Linked DNA regions of Mus musculus: region 2 is linked to region 1. Evidence: chromatin contacts called from public Hi-C data. All regions are on one chromosome and are shown on one strand. The core of a region is the stretch at or near the end of the contact, and the rest is flanking DNA. Distances in the headings are between cores, read along the strand shown. Region 1 has its middle 25 kb from the start of Snrpf. Region 2 overlaps Ntn4 (netrin 4).

What was found. Hi-C and Micro-C count contacts between places; a contact is called where the count stands out from the background.
Region 2: a Hi-C map of pre-pro-B cells shows a contact between it and region 1, with 2.1 times the contacts expected there. The contact joins two enhancer-like sites. A contact is called at or near these places in 5 of 39 promoter capture datasets (the C10 cell line, cranial neural crest, embryonic stem cells and 2 more), 3 of 484 Hi-C or Micro-C datasets (the Ba/F3 cell line, mammary gland and pre-pro-B cells) and 3 of 115 datasets of contacts at active chromatin or transcription factors (bone marrow-derived macrophages, embryonic stem cells and pancreatic cancer cells).

The regions. Positions count from the first base shown.
Region 1 is chr10:93,613,855-93,616,390 of GRCm38.p6, reverse strand. No RefSeq gene overlaps it. Among named protein-coding and RNA genes, the nearest start is that of Snrpf, 25 kb to the right of the region's middle. Within about 2 kb of position 1,265, at least 19 of the 459 cell types and tissues checked have an H3K27ac peak or open chromatin away from gene starts, as enhancers often do. A contact at or near this core is called in pre-pro-B cells, where this site is marked.
Region 2 is chr10:93,687,779-93,690,314 of GRCm38.p6, reverse strand. All of the region lies in intron 3 of Ntn4 (netrin 4), which reads right to left. Among named protein-coding and RNA genes, the nearest start is that of Gm15915, 5.7 kb to the right of the region's middle. Within about 2 kb of position 1,269, at least 100 of the 459 cell types and tissues checked have an H3K27ac peak or open chromatin away from gene starts, as enhancers often do. A contact at or near this core is called in pre-pro-B cells, where this site is marked.

The DNA.
Region 1 (2,536 bases), core at 16-2,515:
GCCAGCCTGGGCTACATAGCAAGCCTCAGTCTCAAAACAAGAAGAAAAGGAAGATAAGAAAAGGATAGGTCTACATAGGACCCCCCCCCCAAAAAAAAGTCAATCAAATATCACCTTTGTTGAAATATAACAGTAATAGCTTGCTTGCTGGATCCAATATCTAGTGTCACCTGCATGCCTGCACACCAGGTCTAGGTGACGTTAGGGCCACATATCTATCAATGATAACAGCTCCTTGGGAAATGCAAGGAAGAACGTTTGCTATTTGGTTCACTTCCTGCAAAGTTTCAGAGGTATAACAGAAAAAAATGGGATATCCACTGTAAAAGTAGTCTTTTAAAAGAATTAAAATTTAGGAAGAAGCAGAAACACCTAGCATGGCGGGGGTGGGGTGGGGGTTGGGGTGCTCCTGCAATCCCAGGACCTGGAAGAGGGGGTGAGCTGTGAGGATAGCTGGAGCCCCGCACAGCAAGACCCTTGCTCCTAAAACAAAAAGATCCCTAACAAAGGGAAGCCAGAGAGCTCAGTGTCCTTATTTATAATCATGAGAAACATGAGCTCAGATCCCTAAGGATTCCATCTTTTTTTTTAATTAGGTATTTTCTTCATTTACATTTCAAATGCTATCCCGAAAGTTCCCTATACCCTCCCTGCCCCTGCCCTGCTCCCCTACCCACCTACTCCCACTTCTTGGCCCTGGCGGTCCCCTGTACTGGGGTATATAAAGTTTGCAATACCAAGGGGCCTCTCCTCCCAATGATGGCCGACTAGGCCATCTTCTGCTACATATGCAGCTAGAGATACGAGCTCTGGGGGTACTGATTAGTTCATATTGTTGTTCCACCTATAGGGTTGCAGACCCCTTCAGCTCCTTGGGTGCTTTCTCTAGCTTCTTCATTGGGGGCCCTGTGTTCCATCCAATAGATGACTGTGAGCATCCACTTCTGTATTTGCCAGGCACTGGCATAGCCTCATATGAGACAGCTATATCAGGATCCTTTCAGCAAAAGCTTGCTGGCAGATGCAATAGTGTCTGGGTTTGGTGGCTGAAGGATGCCATTTAAAATCCCAACTCTGTCCTCTCATCTCAGCACACTGAATGTTTTCTAATTTTTTTTTTCCTGACCAAATTTTAAAGCCCCACTTGTTGAAAAATCAAGCTACTATCCAAAAAAAAATGAGTCTTGTCCTGCCTCCCTGCTGTGATTCATAAGGAGTTAGCTTTACACTGTTGGTGAGAACAGCGGCTGGGAGAGGCAGTTTACCCTCTACCTCCGAGTGATTTTTAAACCACATCAATTCTTTTATCACGTGCAGCTGTTTTCTATCCACAAATGATGGCTTGGGGCATTTTTGCTTTGCCACCGGTTTCAGAATCGAAAGAATGAAGGGGAACCAGGTAATCTACAACCACAGTAGATCGTACCCACAGTGTGGGGGCGGGGACGGGGAAGGGGGAGGGGGAAGGGAAGGGGAAGTGGGGGAGGGGGCACCTCAAGCTGCTTTAGAAGTAGAGACTGCTTAATAACAGCTTGGATGTCAAATATATTTCTAATTAACTTGCATTCAAGTATTCAACTAAATAGAGTGACTTTTGTTTCAATTTCTCCTAGTTTCTGTCAGTGAGAATTTATCCACGTGCTGGGACGTGTGCACATGGAGCATCAGATAGTTCTTTAGAGGCCTGCTGCATGACTTGGTGTATAATACGAGTATATAAGCCTGGCACGGTGACACATGCCTGTCTAAAACTGCACTCAAGGAGCCTGAAGTAGGAAAATCGGTGGTATGAGGCCAGCCTGTGTGAGCGCCCAACTCACCAGCAAGAAAGATGCCACAACAGGATCCTTCTGCACACGCTTATTGGGAGAGCTTGATTGCAGAGGCGAAAAGACCCTGAGCCCCAGTACTAGCGCTGCTTATATAGACCTAGGAGGGGCGTGTCCACACCCGATTGGTTATGCTTTCAGTACCTCATTTACATACCTTGGGCCAGGCTTTCAGTGCCTCGTTTGCATGCCTCAGGCCAGGCAGTGACTCAGCAAAAAACTCTACTGCACATGCGCACATTGGTTGTTTACTCAAATTTATGGGTGGTGGCCAGCGGTAGCCAGCGCCATCCTGCAATCGCGTATGTGGCTTCCTACAAGCCTGGGCTATAGAGTAAGACATTGTCTCTACAAAACAAAATAGAACCTCCTCTCAAAGGCAGATAAAATCTCACACATTAAACAAATCAGGCCAGAGACTGGGGGACCTAGGGGAAGGGGGTGGATAAATAAGATGGTGACTTTTGAGTAGGCCAAAAACTGGCAAGAGAGACCTATCCTGAAGGTATGTGTGAAGATGGGGACGTCTAGGGGACGTTTGGCAGTTCTTCTGTCTTGTGGAATTCAGTAGAATGATAAAGTTTGGTTATCAAATTTCATAATCCTGTGTGTAACGCAAACGTGTTTCTTCTACTTGTGTGTAAAAGTTGTTGACACCTCAGTCTCTCAGATTATTGTAAAATACGTGCAGACCAATGGGCCATTTT
Region 2 (2,536 bases), core at 20-2,519, 74 kb before region 1:
CAGCCTCCCTCCCTTCTGTGCTCTGCTCTTAGCCAGCTAACCCTAGCTGGATGCTTGGCTTTCCTAGACTAACAGGAAGAGGATGAGCCTTGGAGATTGATTGGCAGGTGTGTTGAGTGTGGCTGCCCCCCTTACTAGCTTTTGGGAAGGGAATAAACGTCTCCACATTTTGGTTTCTCTTCTTGAAAGAAATGAGAAGGACACATTGTACAGCTGCTGTGAAGGTTAAACTCAGTAGCTTGCCCAGCTTGCTACACTACAGTATTTAATAAGTGGTAAACGTTAGTCTTTGTAGTTCATGGTAGGTTTTTTTTTTCTATGCTAAGATCTAAAACAAACTTACAGATGTTCACTTCCAAATATGGCTATGTATCTTACTGTAAAATAAAAAAAGATTAAAAAAAATCTCAACTCAGTTATCTCATTTAATAACATTACTGTTTTAAACTTTCTGTTCTTTTCCATAAGACCTTAAAGACTAAAAGGTTTTCGGATAATATACATACATATATATATATATATATGTATGTATATATATATATATCAGAAAACTATATATATGGCATAACATAACATATATCTCGCATAACATATTTTACAGACAACATTTTCTTTTTATACATTTTTTCCTCTTAATTTTGTGTGTATGAGTGTTTTGCCTACACGTATCACATATGTATGTGAACCACATGTGTGACTGGGGCCTGAAGAGACCAGATGGGGTATTGGATCCCTTGGGACTAGAGTCATAGACTGTTGTAAGCAGCAATGTAGGTGCTGGGAAGAGAACCCACCCAGGTTTCTGTGTAACAGCCAGTGCTTATATTCAATTAAAAGAGAGAGAAAGAGAGAGAGAGAGAGAGAGAGAGAGAGAGAGAGAGAGAGAGAGAGAGAGAGAAGTGTATTGAAATAAAACCTCGTGAATGATTCTCAAACATACCTCCACAGACCCAGTGAAGTGCATGGTTCCCCAAATATCAGCGTTCACTCTTAAATTTAGAATAAATCAGTCAAAATACTGACCCTCTTTTAAAACGAGTTTCTCATTATGAAGTTTAAATCCACCCTAACAAGCATAGCTCATGGCACTTTAAAAAATTCTCCATGGTTCTCAAAGGTTTCTGGTTTTATCCAGTGGATTGGATATTTCAGTTAAAAAAAAAAAAAAAGAAGTTCCACGTTCCTTTTTATTACCATCCATCATCCAACAGCTGTAAAACCACCAGCTGCTAGAAGAAACAGGAACCAAATCAGCCGTCCACAGCTGCGACAAGAAGAAACCTTCGGAAAACGTCACCTAATTTCTGGGCTCTCAGCAGGATAGAGCCAAAGTACAGTTTCCCGTGCCACAAAACCCCTGGCCTTGTAAACATGTCAAGTAGCACATACGCTTAGATTTATTTTCGTCCTCACTGGGAAGAAGTGTTGTGGGAAAAACAGCAGAGGTGGCTGAGATCCTGTGATGCGCTAAGAACAGCGAAGAAAGTGTTTACCCTAGTGAGGACACAGCTGGCTATTTCGGTTTGCATTCATTTTCCTGAGACCGCATTTCCGCACGTAGCTCAGCCTGACCTCAAACTTGGAATCCTCCTGCCTCAGCCTCCCGAGGGCTGGGGTCACAGACATTTAACACCAAGCTTGAAACCATCATACTTTTTAATCCTCCCAGAAGCTATGAAAGCAGATCTTATCCTTACTGTATATGAGAGACTCGATATCGTATTTACCAAGTCACTCGGTTATAGAGACCGAGTGACTTGGTAAATACGGTATTGAGTCATACTTGTGTCTGGTTGGTTGGTGCTCTGCAAGACGAGGCTCGTGACTAGTTGCTGCAATGCTCTGCCTTCCAGAGAAAGGAACTGTTGAGGGAAATGCAGTGGATGAAGGCTAGATGGAGCGGATCCAGGAAGTGGGAGGAGGTGGATGGCGTGGATGGAGAAGTGGGGGGAGGAGGTTGGGGTGATTCCGGGAAGTGGGAGCGTGTGGATGGAGTGGTTCCAGGGAGTGGGGGGAGGTGGATGGGGTGGATCCGGGAAGTGGGGGGGGTGGATTGGGTGAATCCGGGAAGTGGGGGGAGGTGGATAGAGAGGATCCCGGAAGTGGAGTGAGGTAGATGGAGTGGATCCAGGAAGTGGGAGGAGGCGGTATTCTTTTTGAAAGTCACTTGGAGCTGCCTATTGGAATATTTCTACTAAAGCCTTATAGTCTTACACAGTTTAGACATAGAACATGTATCATTTTCATTAACTTGTCCAATCCACTCCCATCATCCATTAAGAATTCTAGCCAAGGGGCTGGAGAGATGGCTCAGTGGCAGAGAAGCATCTGCTGCACTTGTGGAAGACTGGGGTTTGAGTCCCAGCATCCACGTGGTGTTTCACAACCATCCGGAGAGCCAGTCAGGGGATCCAACAGGCATCCATGTGATGCACATTTCTGCATGCAGGCAAAGCACTCATGCACATAAAATAAAATAAACCTAATTAAAAAAAAACTTAATAAAAGGAACTCTAGCCTAGAAAATCTGACTTTG